Linked DNA regions of Zea mays: region 2 is linked to region 1. Evidence: chromatin contacts called from public Hi-C data. All regions are on one chromosome and are shown on one strand. Each heading gives the region's core, a stretch centred on a gene start, on an enhancer-like site or on the middle of the called end of the contact. The rest is flanking DNA. Distances are from core to core; before and after follow the strand shown.

Evidence for each region. A called contact is a pair of places that touch in the nucleus more often than the background predicts.
Region 2: a contact with region 1 is called in a Hi-C map of tassel, with 3 times the contacts expected there. The contact joins the promoter of LOC100191730 here to the promoter of LOC100274986 in region 1. A contact is called at or near these places in 10 of 25 Hi-C or Micro-C datasets (bundle sheath, ear, endosperm and 3 more).

The regions. Positions count from the first base shown.
Region 1 is chr5:53,130,026-53,133,365 of Zm-B73-REFERENCE-NAM-5.0, reverse strand. It overlaps LOC100274986, which reads right to left and starts at 1,682. Exons shown (of 4, transcript NM_001149214.2): 1 at 985-1,682. The coding sequence starts at 1,074.
Region 2 is chr5:53,366,833-53,370,040 of Zm-B73-REFERENCE-NAM-5.0, reverse strand. It overlaps LOC100191730 (IAA-amino acid hydrolase ILR1-like 6), which reads right to left and starts at 1,879. Exons shown (of 3, transcript NM_001399189.1): 1 at 1,223-1,879. The coding sequence starts at 1,699.

The DNA.
Region 1 (3,340 bases), core at 433-2,932:
CTATAAGTGCATCAACCACAATCCTGGATTGAGGCCAACCATCCAAGAGGTGGTGTACTGCCTGGAAACCATAGTTGAGCCCCAGCAGGTGCAAGTGCAGCTGTAGTTAAAGGAGAACATATTGTAGGTGGTGATATTGTACTCCACCCGACTAGGTGTAACTTCAGTAGAAGGAAGAGTTTCTAACAAAGAGCACAGTAGTGTACATTTCTGAAAGAAAAGCCTCGCTCACTCGCTGTCATGAGGCCCTCCCTTATACAATTTTACTTATTCCTTCCGTGGAAATATTGCACCTCCTAGTTCAAACAATTGAACATGAAAAGTGCAAAAAAAGAGCATGGGGCTCTTGTTAAGTATGCGTTCGTTTGTACCCTAGCGAAGTTGTACAGGTGTGTATGTAAATCTTTGGAAAGAAAAGGCTCACAGCTATGAGCTTCCCTCTTCTTATCTGAAACCTATAGCACTCAAGTTCAATTGCAGGAACAGTGAAAGCACTTTGAAGGCATATTCAGCTATCAATTAATTCACAAACATTTCTAGAACTAGGTGTACAGATGCACGTATTTAAAAGATTGTTGTATAGATAGCATAATTGAGGAAGAAAGATGGACTTCGCTGTTTTTTAAAAAAAAAATAATCTGTGAAGGGGGACAAGATATACCATTCTTCAGAATTTTAGCTTACTGTTATTGCTCTGAGAGGGGGCAATTTATGAATCAGCGGTGTTCGTAATCTAACTTAAAGCATAGTCGGTATTGTTTGATTCCAGTTTTGGTTCCCTCCTCCGTCCACAACAATATGATGCGTAAGCCTACATGGTTTCCAGCAGTCCTAGAGCAACCACAGCAGCACAATGGTGGAAGCAAGACCATAAGCAATGCACACTTCCCCAGATTACAAAATCCTAACAGCCCGACAATTTTCACAATGCACAACGCCTAACACCAGCAAGCCCTAGCAAAAAAAAAAAAGCACAGCACCAACCTCTAACGCAAATGTCAACAGTCGCGGTTGCCGGCTGCTGCCTTCCGGTGGTCGCCCTCGCCCAGAAAGGAAGAACGCGCGCGAATCCATGAGGAACGGGAGGGGCCGCTCCGTCACGGCCAGTGGCTGTGCGGGCGGGGAGGCCGCCGCGGCCGGGGAAGGCGTCGCGGGCGTTCACCGCGATCCATGTTCACAGGTAGATGGGCCTTTTCTGGGCTAACACTTCCCGTTCTTACCGGCCCGTTTCACCCCCTGAGCAGGCGGCCAGGCGCGCTCGCGTATAAGCGCAACCCCGGCAGCCGCTGCCCGCGGCGCCTTCTCTTCTCGCCGCCCAAGCCGGAAACGGAAGACCGAGGAGATGGAACCGAGCGGCACAGGCCGTTGCAAGTTCTTGGAGGCTCCCAAACCTGGGTCGTCGATCAGGAAGTTCCAGTGATGCGTGTTGTTTCGGCAGTACTATGCTGTAGAAACTAGAAAATAGAGCGTCCGGTTTGGGGGGCCTTGTTCTTTGGCATCTGGATCTGAAACTGGCAGGAACTGTTTGCTGAGATTGGAATTTCCCCCCTCCCCTCTCTGCTGCAGCTGCCTTTGCAGACGTACAGATATTTACATGTTCACGTTCAGTAGCATGCATCCAAGACTGGCAACAGATCCTCCCATCAACCTCGTCGGCACTTGTTTGTATAATATATATAGGGGCAGGCAGGCCGGATGAACCAGCAGATGCCCATCCCCGCTCCTGCTTCTTCCCAGACCACGGCATGATCTCATATTGCGTTACTTGCGCCTGTGTACATATGTGGCCAGAGCCCAGGGGCATGGGCGCATACCAACGTCAAATATATAAAAACGGAGGGAGTATGCACTAGTAACGTGTCCAGTGATCCAATCATACGCTGCATACAACAATTCAGATCAGATGCGGCTGATGCCTCATCTCATCTAGGGCCTTTGTTTCGGATTCTGGCAGCTTCTGGCCACCAAAAGCTGTTACGGACTGTCAAACGTTTAACTTTTCAGGCAGCTTCTATAAAATTTATTGGGACAAAAACCATCAAAAATTAACATAAACACATAATCGGTTGAGTCGTTGTAACAGTAGGAATCCGTCACTTTCTAGATCCTGAGCCTTATGAATAACTTTATCTTCCTCCACACGTAATCGTAATGATACTCAGATTCTCCCCACATCCAGATTCTCTCCACAGCCAGATTTTTAGAAAAGCTGGTCAGAAAAAAGCTGAACCAAACAGACCCCTAATTTGCCGGCAGTGAAACTGTCGGTCAGGGACCGGACTAGGGGTGTTTGGCTGACCCGATAAAATTTATGAATTCTTTAGAAAAATATTGTTAAAGTTTAAGAAAATTTGTATCATGTATTAAATCTGGTCTTGCTGACTTCAACAATGTTGTTGGCTAGATTCGTCACGGCTGTCGGTACCCTATATAATTAGGTAGTGTCCATAGTCACGCGCGCGGACTCTGTTTGGTTCGCTACCTAACTCGCCACATTTTATCTAACTTTTCTTATTAAGATTAATTCTTTAACTCGAACGATTAATCTTAGTTAAAGTGTGACACAGTTAGCCACGAACTGTGGCAAAGGTAGCCGGAGCCCGTGCTCGCCGGCTGGGGGCAGGCCACGCGTAGCGCGGGGCGGTGGCGCCGCACGCCGCCGTACCGAAACCACCCATCGGGGCGCCGGGGAAAAGGAGCTCCGCTTTCCAGCCAAGAGGCACGGCTGTCTCTGGCTGATCCTCCGGCCCGTTTTTTTTTATTATTCTATCAAGGTGTAAGGCGTAAGGCGTGCACGCACGCACGGCGCCTTCCCACGCCGGCGAACAGAACAGATGTGTGGTGCGGTGGTCGCTTGACGAATGACTCCGTGCCTTTTTGGCGCCCTGTCTGTCTTTGTGCAATGATCTCTCTGCTCTGAAACTCAGCACAGCTGTGGTTCAGACTTTGGTTCCGTCCGAAGAAAAAACCGCTTTGAAACTCAGCGCAGAGCATGTTGGTGGCTGCAGCAGTGCAGCCTCCGTGCAGGTAGCGTTACGCAGCCTGACGGTTAGTGATTAGAACAGAACAGAGTACTACCGACCACCGTCATCAGAAGGGTTCTTTAATCCGTGTGTAAAACCAGTCTGAGGCGAAGTGGCCCACTGACATCTTCCCCTTCCCTTGCCTTCCGTGATTCCGTCGACGCCAACTAACCCCCGCTGGTTTTAGTTTTAGGCTTTTAGCTAGCGGCGTCATGCCAGTCGACGCAGTCAAAGATGCAGCACATGGCGCCCAGTTTGGGACGATGCGGGAAAAACAAAGGCAGGAAGCAGCACATGAGTTCCCACGGCAGGCACTC
Region 2 (3,208 bases), core at 630-3,129, 240 kb before region 1:
TGTTGTGTAGGTGGTGGGGCTAGAACAAAGGACGATCACGTTTTTTTCCTCTCTCTCAAGAAGGGAAGCATGCATGAGGCACCCGTGCGCTGTCTGTCTGTCCTCCTCCTCCAGGTGGTGGCCGACGCGGCGCCCGCAACTACCCGACCCCAAGCCGAAGCGAAAGGACCAGCAGTTTTGCGTTGCACGTTGGAGCACCCAGCCCTGCTGAGTACTCTGCAAATCCCTACACACCCTTTTCTTCTTTTTAGTAATAAACCAAATAATAGTACTCCGTTTCATAAATGGGCGAGAAAGTTGCTAGAATATAATATAAGTGAATTGTCCATATCATCCTATTAGTTTAAGCTTTAGTTAAATTGGTTGGTGCATGCAACTTAATATAGTATAAATACTAGAAAAATAATAATTATTGTTCGCTCCTATATTCTACGCCAAATATCTAAAAGAGACTCGACGTGAGCAGGATTGTTAAAATATAATATAAATGAATTATTCAGCTCCCATCACCTTAAGTTTTTTAGGTTAAATTGGTTGGTGAATGCAACTTAATAAAAGTAATCATGGTGCGTTGCTAACCTAAGTATCGTGGTACATTAGCACAGTGCAAGTTTGTTCTGAATATAGGAGTATTTAGGAGGTGTTTGGCTTGAAAAAAAACTAATCCATTATAGATAAGGTGGTACATCATGAGTTTATTTCAAAAGCAAATTGGTGGAATGAATGTATTCCTCGTATTATTAATAATTATTAATCTACGAGAAATGAAATAACGATGGATCAACACATTTAATTTCACAAACCAAACAAGAAAGTGAGAGTAAAAAAGACGACGGACTACCTCTTTCCTTTTCCTTAAACCAAACATATTAATAAACCAAAAACCATGGTGTGCGCCATCTCATCTCATCCAACGCACAGAGGGCGGCCGGTGTGTCTGTGTGTTATAGCAACCGCATGAGCTGAATTGTGCAGGGATTTCGTGGCTCGCGTGGGGGACCATTTGAATCGTCAAGGAAATAATTGTTTTGCCGCGCCTCCGAATGACGTCTCTTCTTCTCGCCCGTCTCAGATTTCGAAAAACGGGTTCGAATCAGACGAAGAGAGATCGAGAATACTAGTTCGTTGAAGGGTTGCTACGCGCATGGGGGTGGTGAGCATCACGAACGTACGTACGTCCATGCCGGCACACGCTGACACGCACGCACGCACGCGCACGTACCTGGATGGGCAGCGCGTCCATGTCGGCCCGGAGCGCGACGACGGGCGGGCGGCCGGTGCCGAGCGTGGCGACGACGCCGGTGCGCGCGACGGGGTGGCGGAACCCGACGCCCAGCGCGCCCAGCTCGTCGCGGACCAGGCGGCTGGTCTCCACCTCCTCGTACGCCAGCTCGGGGCGCTCGTGGATCCGGCGCCGCACCGAGCGCAGCCACGCCGCCAGCTCGGGCCGCCCCGCCAGCCCCGCGATCTCCTCCCTCCACGGCGCCCCCACGCCGTAGCGCTGGCGCCGGTGCTGGTGCCTCCCGCTCGCGTTCGCGGTCGCGGCGCCCTTCCCCCCGCCGCCGCGCATCATCGCGCGCTCCACGGCGCCCAGGATCGCGTCCTCCTCCAGGAACGCCGCGCCGGCGGCGCCCGTCACGGGGATCACCGCCAGCGCCAGCAGCAGCAGCAGCAGCGCCGCGTGGCCGCCGCGGTCCATGGCCGTATGAGACTGGCGAAGCGATGGGCGCCTGGGCTGAGGTGCTGCGCCGGAGCAGGCTGGTGCTGGAGCGGCAGCGGCGGCAAAATGGAGGGAGGTGGAGGAATGGCGGGGATTAAATTGCGCGGCCAGGCCGGGCGACGGCAGTGGCTGATTTTTTTTCCGCGCGTCGTCTAGGTGGGGGCTCTCCCTGTCTGCGGCTGCCAGTGTCACCTTTCCGATTCAATTCGGCTCGTGGCGGAATCATTGTAAACCACTCGACCCTACTGGCATTATTAGCGCCGGGACGGGCCCGCGCTGACAGTGACGCATCAGTGGGCGACGCCTAGTGGTAACGCCTGTGACGCCCCTCCCTGATAGATTTGTGTAGCGTCCCATGTTGCGACCAACCGTCAGCATTCATCCAGTGGCATTCTGCTGTCGTGTAGTAATCTTGTAGTAGGGTACTTGGTACTCAGCTCAACTCAGGCCTTTTTTTTCTTGTGGGAGCTGTCAGAATTCCAGTGATACTAATCCAGTAACACTAATCAATAATCATGGTAGCGTTTTTTTCTAATAATATCCAAAAAGAAATGTTCGTCTCGGCAAAAGAAAAGCACAGCGCCAGGTGCAGCAGGCCACGGACGGTCTGGATTTGTTGCTCTGAGCGGCCGTAAGCCTGCAACTGCTGCGAATGACGGAGGCAGGTGACGTGTTTTTTTTTTTTTGAAAGCTCGGGTCACAGGTGACTAGGTGAGGCAAGCGGATGATGTAGGCGGTGGCGCAGGCAGGCGCAGCACAGCTCGGCGTGCACTGACGGCTTTTCAGCATTCAAGCCTGATGAATACTCAATTCTCAAGTACAGTGCGGTGCGGTGTGGAGGCCACGAATGTCTCGCGACGGTGGGTTTATTCGGTTATTTTGGATGCACATCGATTGGAGGGAATTAATATGAATCAGAAAGATTTTTAATTTAATAAAGATTAAAATTCTCTCAATCCCTCTCAATTCATATGGATTGAAGTAGAACCGAACAAACCCGAAATAGTTTTTAAGGGGTAGTTTAGAAAACTTGATTTTTTTTCAAGCAATTTTTATTTTTTTTCAAAATAAAATAAACTAATTTTTTTCTGAAAAATGAAAATCCTATGAAAAAATTTAGGTTTCCAAACTAGTTTTAGAGTGCGTTCGTTTGTTCAGGATTGAGGCTAGGAATGATTCCACGTGATCAACGCTTATACAAATTAGGTAAACATTTCTGGTTAGATTGGTTCTAGGTTATAATTCCAGAACAAACAAACGAACACACCCTTAAGAGATTCATTGTTAATAACATAATCGTCTGCGTTCTTTCTTTCTGGCGGTAAAACATATACAGGCAAGCCAAGTTTTCTGATACTTAGTGTTTCCTGCCATAAATTTGCCAACACCGTTTATTTGTCTTGATAATTATTTGTCTTGATAAATGCATCCAACTCATGCTTTTTCTCTGGAATCCTGTGTCAAATAGATACTAGTAATATTTTTATA